Linked DNA regions of Gossypium arboreum: region 1 is linked to region 2. The links are chromatin contacts, called in public Hi-C maps. All regions are on one chromosome and are shown on one strand. The core of a region is the stretch at or near the end of the contact, and the rest is flanking DNA. Distances in the headings are between cores, read along the strand shown. Region 1 holds the start of LOC108477233. Region 2 holds the start of LOC108479404 (zinc finger CCCH domain-containing protein 17).

What was found. Hi-C and Micro-C count contacts between places; a contact is called where the count stands out from the background.
Region 1: a contact with region 2 is called in a Hi-C map of leaf, with 2.0 times the contacts expected there. The contact joins the promoter of LOC108477233 here to the promoter of LOC108479404 in region 2. A contact is called at or near these places in 2 of 5 Hi-C or Micro-C datasets (both in leaf).

What each region holds. Positions count from the first base shown.
Region 1 is chr1:41,818,348-41,825,166 of ASM2569848v2, reverse strand. LOC108477233 reads left to right here and starts at 1,516. Exons shown (of 9, transcript XM_017779724.2): 1 at 1,516-1,654; 2 at 1,854-2,064; 3 at 2,157-2,283; 4 at 2,699-3,046; 5 at 3,133-3,295; 6 at 3,732-3,855; 7 at 4,163-4,225; 8 at 5,060-5,317; 9 at 5,499-5,912. The coding sequence starts at 1,903. The coding sequence ends at 5,600.
Region 2 is chr1:41,537,944-41,544,205 of ASM2569848v2, reverse strand. It overlaps LOC108479404 (zinc finger CCCH domain-containing protein 17), which reads right to left and starts at 3,541. Exons shown (of 3, transcript XM_017781976.2): 1 at 3,032-3,541; 2 at 2,079-2,189; 3 at 1-1,623. The coding sequence starts at 3,205.

The sequences.
Region 1 (6,819 bases), core at 267-2,766, 280 kb before region 2:
TCCTATGACACGCCAACTATATCTGACTCTGCCTGAACAGTTAATAGGGTAACCAATAATCTAATTTCATTATAAGTTTGATTCCCATTCTATTGATATCAATATTATCAATTAATCAATCAATATATCATTTCCTACATAGCATAACATGAATCATCTCAATTCCAAGCCAATTTCACAATTTCACTAAGTTATACTATTTTCAATTTTATTCAATTTAATCATCTATCTCGAAAATCAGTCAAATCCATATCAATATGATTCATTCAATCATAATCAACTATAAATTCATTAGATATCTCAAATTGCAATTCACGATATTCAATTTATCAAGAATTTATCATTTCTTTACGATTTAGTCCATATCTTATCTTTTGTATCAAGTTGTAAACAATTCAAATTACCGTCAAACATACACAAATTTATAATTCAAATATATAACAATTTAAATACAAACATACTATATAAACTTACTTGACAAAATTAGCAATTAAGTTGAAACTTTAAGGACTAATTTTATTTTTTCCTGATTAGTTTCTTATTTGATCCAATTTCCAATCTATCCAATTTTGTAACCGAATATGAAACATGTCTTTGAGTTTTCTCTCCTCCAAGATTCTGCAAGAAAGAAGATGAAAATAAATATGATAACTTTATCCTTTTAATTTGTCTTTTATAGTTAGATTAATGATTAATTAACCTTATTTTAATTAATTAAACATAATTAACTTAACTAATCAAGCCATTAACATTATATAGTGGATTCTTCTACCACTTTCCACTATCAAATATAAATAAAAGGTCCAATTGCTCATTTGGTCCTTTAGCAATTTAAAAATCATTAACAATTGAACTTTTTCAATTTTTACGATTTAGCCCTTATAACTTAATTAATTATTCATTCATCAAAATCAAGGGACTAAATTTTAATTAACTTTTATGCTAACATTACAAATATTAAATAAAAATATTTACAGACTCAATCATCGAAAATAAAATTTTACAACAGTCATTTTCGACACTACTAAAAATTGAATTGTTACAACTCATGCACCAAAAGAATGCTATTCTAATCTCAACCTTGAACAACTTGGGACTCTCGGCACTAAAATGTAAATTACCTCCAGTAACATTTATATATACTATATTATGACATACCTATTATATAGATGAAAATATTAACGTAACAATTTTATAAGCAATTTGATAGCTAAATATGACTTGAATTGAAATAGTAAGATTAAATTAGTAAAAGTCATGATAATTTAGATTCAGTTTTTGTTATTTTCATTTTTATTATGTATATATATTTTTAAAGTTTATCAAATTACAAAAGATATAAATACTTTTAAAAATATATATTTTTTATAAAAAACTTTTAATAATTTTTAATTAATTGATTAGTGATATCAATCTAATTATTTATTTATATGCGTTATAGAGTATCAATAAAACCATACTTTTTTAAAAAATAAATAAATTTTAAAAATTGATGGAAAATAAGAAAATAAGGACAACAGCGGCGCCGAGAGCAAAATAAACAAAGTAGCTTATGAAAAGGAGATAAATAAATAAAAAAAAAAGGAAAAAAAGAGTAAAACCCTAGTGGTTTGGGAAGAGGTGTGGAGAGAAAAGACCGAGGCTTGGGTTTCAGGTGTGGTTTCAGGCTTGGATTTTTTTGTTCTTCCCTTTTTCTTCTGTAAATAGCCGTTAAAAAAATAAAAAACCTTTGGCCCTTCCTCCTCTCCTTTCCCGCAATCCAACCAGAGAAAAGAAGAAAACCCTAAAGCTTGCTAGTTGATACCATCATGGCTTTTTCTCTAATAGTGTTTCTCTGTCTTTGCTTTTGGCAGCCTAAAACAACGAAGCGAAAGAAGAAAGTGTTGAATTAAAAATAAAAGGATGGGGAGTAGACTTCCAGTCCAGCACTATAGTAATTCCTTCATCCCCACCTCTCTTCACGACCTCAACACCGTTGATTCTCGACCTTCTGAAATCGACGCCGTTGATGCCACTGATGCTTTGGATCACCACGATCACGCCCATCCCGATTCCACTACTGTTGTCTGTATACTATCATTTCTTCTTCTTCTTTTTTTCCCTTTTTTATTAAAAAAAAATTTAATGATCTTTTTTTTTTTTAAATTTGGTACCAGGAGTGTTTGCATGAATCTTATAGAAATTCTTTGCCAATTCATGGCGTTGGAGCGGAGGAAGAAGATCGGTCTAGCTTAGACAATGCTGATTCTTCCAGAGGAGCTTTCAGTATTTTGACAATTGAAGGTATAGACAAATTTTGATTTAATTCTTTAGGCTTCAGTTGCTGCTTTTATTTATCTAGGTATTTCTTGATACTGTTCCACTTTTAATTTATTTTTTTCTGCTTCCTGAAAATTTTGCTTTAAATAGAATGCAATCGACTAAAATGCAGTACTAATTTTAACATAATTATTTTGTTCTTTATAAAAACAATTCTCTGAATTTTTCTCTTGAAAATAAGTTTTCATATTGTAATTCTTTAAGAGTATTTTTGGCTTTTCGAATCCGTATGCTAGTTTTGCTCTTTTTTTTTTCTTACGAAAAAAGTCAGTATTAAAAATAAAAAGCAAACTGTTTTAGACTTTGAAATTGGTTTTAAATTCTGTGAATAGAGATTGACTATTTTTTTTTCCAAAATTGGACTTTTTTTAAATCACAGATGTTTCACCTATTGAATCAGCAAGGGCCAGATTTTTGCAAATCATATTGGATAACTTTATTAATGACCATGTGATTGAAGTGGTTGATAACGAGTCACCTGTGGAATATAATGCTCAGTCAGGACAAGAGAAACTGAATAAGAGAAAGACAGGAGATATACAATATGAAGGCGATCCTAGGTTTGCTTTGCCCTTAATGTATGTTGCCAATTTGTATGAAACTTTAGTTAAAGATGTAAACTTGAGGATTGCTTCCTTGAATGGCATTCGTGATAAGACCATTGGGGTAGCGCTTGAAGCTGCTGGTGGATTGTACAGAAGGTTGGCTAAAAGATTCCCTAAAAAAGGTAGCATGTTCTTTTGCGCCATTTTATGAGGATAATATCTTGTTGCATTTCTTGAAAAAATAATCTGGCCCTTTAATTCATATTAGGTTCTTATATGTATAAAAGAAGAGAACTTGCAACTTCTAACGAAACAAGGACAAGGTTTCCAGAACTAGTTATACAAGAAGAAAAGAGAGTTCGTTTTGTAGTTGTCAATGGTTTGGATATTGTCGAGAGACCAAATAATGTGCCTGTTGAGGATTCTGAGTGGTAAGTTCTTCCTATGGATTTGTTTTCTTTGCATCTGATTTCTGTCTTGGTCTTTATCAGCATCACTCCATTTATTTTACTAGTTTGTCAGTGCATGTGTCTGCTATTTCTTATTTATTTGACTAATTGATCCTCCCTAAGGAGATCTGCATATGCTCCTTCGATGAGTTGCATAAGAATCAACTTATTGCTTTCCGCTAATCAAAATTCAAAAGTTAGCTGGATTCTCATGACATGACTCACTTGGTTGTATCTAAGTTTCCATTTACTAGCTGGATTCTCATAATATGGGTTAGTGCATGGATAACTTTTTCTCTTTTCCATGCATTAGAGACTTCCTTAACAGCTGACAGGTTGGACATTTGGACTTTGAGGATTTTGAGTGGCTTTTTTCCAATGTTCTGACTCCCTTTGACTATGTCTTTATTTGCTCAAGGTTTAAACGGCTAACAGGTCGGAATGAGGTTGCTATCTCTGCTCAAGACTACAAGTTTTATTCTCCAAGGCACAAGTATAGGCGTGTCACATCAAACACAGTATCTAACATCCCTGCTTTGCCTGTAAGCTTTGTACCTTCTTTTCCAACTTGATTCTTAATCTTTGAACAATAAGGTCCACTGGATATTTCTGGAAATCTAATTTCCAATATTCCTTAAAACTCTTTAGAATTTATGAGTTAGGTCCAAGCTATGGAAATATGGCATAAAATCACTTAATACATACTATAAAGGTGCATTTATCTGTTTAAGGATTTAAAGGTAATGTTAAGGATTCTCTCTCTCTCTCTCTCTCTCTCTCATTGTAAGTAAAATATCTATTTGTTTGCCCATGAAATATATGATGTTGTAATCATTTATATTTTTGCAGGCATTCTCTGGCACTGACAGTTCTCCTTTGTCTAATGCACAAGGGTTTCACACCGTCAATGAAGTAAGCTCTTTGCTGATAAGCGTTGTTTGGACAGGAGTTTCCATATAACTGCATTAAATTTAGCATGGAGAAGAGAATGTGTTTGTTTGTGTTTCTAAAAATAGAAATCTTGGAGTTTAGAAGTAAATAGATAAGAAATTATATATACACTTACTTTCCTTTTCTTGTTTCTGAAAATGGATAAGCTCTTTCTATTCTACTTGCTTAGCTAAACGAAGGAGGTTATTCCATATAAAATTTGGACGAGAAGGATAAAAAGCCCAGACAGGTCCTTTCTCCTCTTATGTTCAATTTCATATATTCTTCAGCAGGAGAATTTTCATGATTGGAGCCTCTTACAAATCCTAGAAGTTTTAAAAGGAAAAAATTTGAGGAGAAGAATTTTCTAGTTAGTCTTTTGTTCGTGGACCTTTTTTTTTTCTTTGAATTTAGGCATTCAGTTCGGTGAAGAATTTCAAGTTTTAAGTAATTAAATATGATAATCAGTTTATGAGTTCTAGCATCTGGAAACAACAGTGTCTGCAAGTTAATTTAGGCATCTCATGTTCTATGGTATTCGAAGATCAAAATGAAAATTGTTTGTAGTAAGTTGAACTTATATTAGACATTTATAGAACAGTTTAATGAAGAATTTGTTTGGATTATGAATTCTGGATATTTTCCGTGGCCTCTAACATTTGAAAAGGAGTGTTAAGTGCGTTGCAAGTAAATTCCAAATGTCTTACCTCCTATGAAAACATTCCAAATGACTTGGGTCAGCTATTTTAAACAGTATATAGTGCCACAAGTTGTAGTTGATATTGTTTTTTGGCTAAACTGTTTCAATTATTGCAGACTCAGCAGCAGACTCCTTCCAAGCATCATATACCAACAATGTCACATCAGCCCCAATTTCATCCTATTCACCAGAACCATCATCAACCAGTTCACCCAAACCAACATGGAGCTCATTTTCCCCAGACTCATCAATGTGGGCCACCATCCCACTTACCTGAAATTAGTCATGCTCACCAGTCACCAACCATGTCTCAACACATAGCTTGCTTACAACCCTTAACAGGAGGTCATGTTGGTGCACGCTTACATGTTATGGTGAGGGACTCTATTGGCCTTTTTCCAATCTTTAGTTTGCATGCTTGCACTTTGTTGTTTGTGTTTTATAATTTACATGCTTTAATGTCATTGCAAAAGCATAATAAAGGAATGTTTATGCATTTGTTGATAAAAAAAATCATTATATATACTGACCTCACGTGAAATGCTTACCTTTCAGCCTACAAATCCAGCGAAATACTGCGATGAATGTGGGGCACCTTACCTGAGGGAAACATCCAAGTTCTGTTCAGAATGTGGTATAAAGAGGTTAGGGATATGATGCAGTTCAACATGATTTATTTTGAATACCCAAAGTCAATAGGGATGTTTTATATTTGGTTTTTTGGTTGTTTCCAAATATCATCATTTAGTCATGAGGTTTAAGTAATTAGTTCCTGGAAGGATGCCCTCATAGTTTCTCAAGCTTAATGTGCTCTCCTTTGTATAAAAAGAATCTATTTATTATAGTTTAGTCTGGCAAAGAAAGCTGAGGCCATTATGCATATACATACTTTTTGAGGGTCAATTCTTGATGTGGTCTAAAATTTGTTTCATAATCTTTTGAGGAAAGATATGTCGTACTGTGGAAAAACTTGTGAGCTATTTTTTTATAAGCTACCAGGATTTTGCTGTAAGATACAGAATATTAAGGGTCCTGGAAAAGGATAATCATTGCTAATTGCTTAATGCTAACAACCATTTTCTTTGTTGTATATTATCAACTATGTTGCCATTCCCAATGGGGCAGGTATTGTTGTTCAGCCTGACTTGATTTTTACCCTTCACCTTTAACATCTTCTGAGAAAAGAAAAATTACATGATCTCGTCCTGCCTTAAAATATTACATAAATTTTTTATTTTATATTAATTCTTACAAGATTAAATAAGATATATTATAAAATTTTATAAAAATAATTAAAATGCTATAAAATCTTATTAAGTTTTGAAGTATATTTTAAGCCTATCTTGATCAGACCCCAAAATTTTAACCCGCCTTGCGCACTTTAAACAGTCAATGCTATCTACAACATAATATAATTAGTTTCCCATGTTGTTTTTGTCTTGATTTTTTTTCATAATATTATTTTTAATATCAACATAATACAATTAGAGAAAAATTTTGGATTTGTGTTGTTTTTGTGCTGTGACGTGTATATTTTATAGTAATTCAACTTAGATAAAATTTTGTGACATGATCTGTTCATGTTGTTTTTGTTATTTTGTGTGTTCAAAGCATCATAAATTTATATATTTTTGTTACATGCTAATAATCTATTTCATATAAAATTTGATGCATTCATCTATTCAGTTGTGTTCATGCTATTCTTTTGTTTAAACACGTTTTAAATTTTGTGAAAATTTACACATATATATTACAATTACAAATATATATTTAAAAAATTATAAAATAAAATTAAACCAATACAAAACATAAATAGATACAAAGTTAAATAAAATTCAGACTAAAACTCACAAAATAATTAGCAAGGCTTAAACAA
Region 2 (6,262 bases), core at 2,292-4,791:
CACTGTCACTGATACTTCTTGGTTATTGGAGCCACTAATCAAGCTTCCCTTGCTTTGCTTCTGGTCAACATCTTCTTTATTTACAGATGCTATACCATCCCCAGAAGCGGCACCTTCAGATTGTCTCTTTCTCTTCAGAATCTCACTTAGAGGCATTGGCCCCTTGAATGAAAGATCACCTTCAATTTGTTGATGATCTCCAACACTCCTTCGCTTTCCAAGAGACTGATGCTGCTTATTATCACTGTTCTTCCCAACTTTCAGCTCAGCAAGACTTTTTGGACCTGCAAAATCAGCATTTCTCCCATCTGTTACTTCTCTTCTGATCCTCAGGCCACCAAAATTTCGACCTTCATTATTGTTGAAATCCCCTTCCACCTTTCCTTTTATTCTGTCACGGAGCCTCCCTTGGGAAGAGGTTTGAGGCTTTCCAGGTGAGTGTCGTCCCCAATTTCGCCCTCTTTCTATCTCCCTTTCAGAATGCAAATCAGATCCATTTACAGATCTCCCAGGAAGCTTTATTCTACCTTGAAGACGACTGCCAAGGGACCTCTCATGGGGAGGTAAACGGTGGGAATCCCTTTGAGATCCAGCCCGGTAATTTCGTTCCCCTTCACAATTTTCTAGGGCATTATCATGACTGACAACAGACTTCAGGCCATTAACCCTTCTGCGCTTAGACAAACGATGTCGAAGATCAGATTCCTCAACATGATCAGGACTATCAACTCTTGAGTAACCCCTTCTCTCCAGAGTAGACGACCCTAGTGGCATCCTCTCAGATGAAGCCCTCTGCTGGTCCCAATCATAATTCCCTTGCACATTGTCAAATGAATCATAGCCTCGAGCATCATGAAACATTTCTTGGTCAACATCAACCATGGCATCATAATTAGCAGGGCGACCAATGTCATATTCATTGACATTCCTTCCCTCATGTCCTCTTGTGCCTCCATATTGATCTTCACCATGGTAGAAATCAGAATCCCTGAGCTCATCATCCACAAGAACGTCAAAACCAGGAGAAGACTCCCTCAAAAATTCTTCAGTGTCCTTACTGCCATGAAAAGTCTGTTCATCTGAAGCATGGGGCTGATGCAACCAACCAGAATGACCCATAGAGCCACCATTAACAACTGAAGTAGTTTTTGTTGCTTTGTGTCGAGGAAGTTCCTCATCCAAGCCTACTGGAGATGGCACACTTTTCTCAGTTCCAGTACCACTCCTAGTGAAAGCGGCTTTAACTTTTGCAGAAGGTTTACTTTCAGGAGCTAGTCCAACAGTATTGGAAACATTAGTTGGGGGAAACTTCTGTGACTGAGATGCTTCAACTGCACCAAAAGTCTTCTTCAATAAATGAGGCTCACTAGCAGTGGTAGTTGCTGCTAGTTGTGTGGCTTTATTACTTGTAGTTGGACCATGCAAAAAAGCACATCTGTCACCTTTAATGCAAAGCCCTTTGAGGAAGAAAATACATGGAACTGCGTGTTTGCCGGAGCTGTAAGAAGCACCCTGGCTGTAAGGCATATGACTAGCAGGTGCTGTAGTTGCTGCTGTGTGTGAAGAAGGCTTGGAAGAACCAGTCGGAGTTGTTGCTTGGGTTCCCAACAAGCCATCAAGGGGCTGAAAAGACACCATCAGAATAACACAAAAATTATCATAACCAGTCCAAAGTACATCACAATATGATTGAAATAGCTCAATATGTAACTTGACCATTTAAATAAATATTAAAGAAATTATAGTTATCTTAAAACGTAAAAGAGGTGTTGGGATAATTGTACATGAATGTTTTAGAAGAGAAAAGTAAGCGTAGAGTAGATTCAAAAGTATGGAACACCAGCTTTTAATGAAGAGTAAATAACAAACACGATCTTCTTAATACAATGTTTTTCATTTTATGGTTTTTCCTGTCAAATCAGCGAGTGACTTGGTAAAATATTCAATTTTGATTACCGGCAATTTTTCAAACTTCACTTTTGAAAATCATAAGTGCAACAAGACTCCCTACAAAAGCCTGTAAGACTAGCATGGCACAAAGATTATACTATTGGTGCAAGAGAAGAGAAGAAACTTACAGGATGTCGAAATCCACATTTTGGGTTCAAGCAATTTCCATTCAACCAGTAATAACAATCCCTTGGGTTAACCCGGGCATATTCACTATGACGATACTCACATTCACTTCCCTATTGGCATTGAGAAGGAAATAAATATTAATTACAGAATCTAATGAACAATCAGTTCTCATCTATAAACACTAGATGGAGTTGATGAAGACATATTGTCAAAGGCAACTTCACAAATGGCAAAACATGCTTCTAGAAAAGAACTTCAAAACCAATGCAAACAGACAAAAATAGTTCCGAAAGGCTAAAAGTGAAACCGCAGTCAGACGACAATCTAAACTGTTCCGGAATAACAGTATTAGAGATGATGCATCAAAACATTCCATCATAAACAACAACATAAGTGCATCACAATGGAAACAACAAATTCTAGAAATACTTTCTATTTTTGACAATTAGGAAGAGTTTTATAAGGAACATAAATGTTTCCATATCTTTTACACGAATAACTTGAAGTTATAATAGCGCCAGATCAATTACAAAATACTACAAAACTAATGCACCAAAATTAACATAATTCATCAAATAAATACACATTTAACAGCCAACCCTAGGGGGAGAAGCCAATAATTTTCTTTAAGATGTATAAAAGAAACATCAAGGGAAATATGTCATATATTCCCAGATGTATTCACTAGGGCTTTACCACTAAGAACCTAATATAAATTAGCAAGATCTAACATGTAAACAGCTCAAAAAACAAACAAACAAATAAATTTTCACATTTCCAATAAATTTTATTACTTCCTATCATTTAAATTTAAATAAATAACTAAACAAAGAGCCATTGAAACAGGGAAAACGAAAAGTAAATCTGAAACCCTAATTGAAGTATCGAAGCAAGATCCAACAAACAACAAGATCTTGTTCCAAACCCTAAGGGTAAAAAAAGGGGGGACAACCTTTTTGCAGGTTAAAGGGGAAGCAAGAAAGTAAACGCAATCCGTATTCCTCTTCAAAGCCTCTTCTTCAGCCGATGGCTTTGTAGCCCCGGCCACCGTCACCGTTGTGGTCGCCACCGCCGCCTGTTTCTGCTGTTGCTGCTGCTGTTGTTGTTGTGGCGTAGCCGCTACCATGGCGGATTTTTCAAAAAAAGTAACAAAAGAAAAAGATCTTTTCTCAATTAGATCGAAATATTCAAATAATGAAAAAGATAAGATGATGCGAAGAGAAAAGAGGGAGGAGGAGCCGCCAGGAAAGAGATTGGGGGATTGTGGGGATGAAGGAAATATATAAGAAACCTGAAAGGCTGGCTAAGCTAAAAAAGAAAGAGAATATAAAGGAAAAAGAGAAAAATATAATAAAGAAAAGGTTAGAGATGGGAAAGGAAAGGAAAGAGAGAGAAGTTGTAATAATAAGATGGGTGGTGATGTGTTCCTTATGTCACATACACAGCCATAGCTTTTAAGTGGACTTCATTTGTGTTGTTCCTTTTTCCCTTTTATTTGATGTATATTATACACTAATTTACATCTTTATTTTTTATTATTGTCTACTCACTAAAATTTATAACTCTAAAATTATCAACATGTATTAGACCAGTGTTAAAGGCATATTCTACCTCTAAAATTAATATTATAAGGATATATAATTATGAATTTTAAAAAAATTAATTTTATTAATCGTGAAATGAAGGTGAAATATATTTTCATTATACTTAAAACAAATGCTTAAAGGTGTTAAAAAACTTTCAAACTTTGTTAAAAGTAGTAGTTAAGCCTCTCCTTTCTTTTTTTTTTTAACTTAATTAAGTATTTGAACTTTTAAAATGCATAAAAAAGGTTCTCAAACTTCTTTAGAAAAAAAAAGCAATAAGCAACGAAGTTATTACTTTTTTTCACTCGATTAGATCTTGAACTTTCAAAATGTATCAAAAGACTCTCCAATTTTTTTTAAAAAAAAAAACAATTCAGCCCTTACTTTTACTAAAAATTAGAAAAAAATGATAAAAGATAAAAATAAAAATTTTAGAAAAATTATTAAATTTTAATAAAAATTTAAAAATTAGAAATTTTTATAAAATTAAGTAAAAATAAAAATTGTAAAATTTATAAAAATCATAAAAAATTAATGACCCTAGTTTTTTCAATTAAAATTACCACGTATCACAACTCGATTGTGACATGTGGCGAAAAATGATAAAAAATAAATATCAATAAAAGTTATAGAAAAATTATAAATGCTTTTTGGTATGATAATTTTTATAAATTTTTTACTTAAATATATATTTCTTTACATTTTGTATAATTTTCTTACGACTTTATAAAATTTTATAAAATTTTATATTTCTATATATTTTATAATTTTTACAATTTTTATATGTTTTACTATTTTTTAATGAATTTTTAATATTTTAGTTTTTATTAAAATTTAATAATATTTATTGATTTTATTGATTTGAATTTTTATAGTTTTTATAATTTTTATAATTTTTTTAATTTTAATAAAATCAAAGGCTTAATTGCTTTTTTTTTAAAAATTGAGGGTTTTTAATGGATTTTGAAAGTTCAAGTTCCCAATTGAATGTAAAAAAAAGGGTTTAATTACTTTTTTAAAAAGGTTTAAGGGTTTTTTATACATTTTAAAAGCTCAAGTATCTATATGAGTGCAAAAAGAAAAAAGAGCTTAATTTTTTTCTAAAACAAGTTTAGGATTTTTACACCTTTAAACTTAAAATAAATTATTATTATATTTTTTTATGTTTGAATTTTTGTATTGTGTTATAATGTAAGCTTTTTAACCTAAATGTCACCAAGATCTTAATTAAAATGAAAAAATTGAGATCTAATAATCTAATATCTCAGATTCGAATCTCGTCATCAATAAATACCTAAATACCATAATTTTTTTTCATGGTTTTATTCTATATGAAATCACACTATATATGAGCCAATCATTTATTATTTATGATTCTACTTTTTTTAATTTTATTATTAGTTTTTATATTTTGTAAAAGTTATAGATTTAGTCATTATATTTTTATTTTATCAATTTTAGTCTATATACTTTTTAAATTGAGAACATAAAATTCTTGTAATTTTTAATTTTGAAATTTTAGTCATGATTCAAAAAGTAGAAATTAAATACATTTGGTTAAATTAAATTACTAGTCATGTATTATGTGCACAATTGTAGATTTAAGGCCCTTTGGATGGGCTCACCTGCAGTTAGTGTAAAAACAGTAACAACGGTAAGATTAGATATTGTAGCGATATTATAGTGTGAGAATAAACGAAAGCTAAACGCACCGCACTAGAGGTAAACATCCATCCAAATGGGCCATTAGTCCATATTCTCTAATTGAATCATTCTAAGTCTCTATATTTTTCGAATTTTGAAATTTCAATATTGATGAAAATGATAAGCATTACTCCATTAATTGGATTTTTAGTGAGTGATATATGAAAATAACAAGTTGACCGTGACATTACACATATGATAATATGATTATTACATCAAAATTTGAAAATATTATAACTTAATGAATTTAACAATTACCATTTGATAAGGACTGAAATTTTAAAATTTGAAAAGTTTAAGGATTGAAATTGACCAAATTAAACTGTCAGGACTAAATTCAAAACGTTCGCAAATTACATGGACTAATAATAGAATTTAACCTTTTTGGGACTAATAATAGAATTTAACCTTTTTTAACTAATCACGTTATCTATACTTCCTGTTACTAGTTTCTAATGTTACATCGTTGTACATAAATTTACACATTTAATTCTTAATTAATTTTTAAATAAAGTATTTTTAATTATTTTTACTTATAATTGATAATGATAATTTCTCTTAATTTTAAATAATAAAAAATTTGAAACTAAAGTTATTTTAAAAAAAAGTAAAACAATATGTAGTAATTATAATAATAGTTCATGATAAACAAGAAAGATATTTAAACTAAATTTTACTTTCTTTTCAAAACAAATCTATAATATATTTTTCACCTACACCAAATAAATTACAGATAGATAAAAAAGAAAAGAAATAGTTTTAAGTATGCTTGCTCCACACGGTATAAAATTGTAGAAAATTTTAAAAAATAATATCATAATGTGGGGTGTGCCTCGTATTTCTGGAGAAACAAAGAGCGGCGTCAAAACGACGTGACGTCATGACAAGGAAAA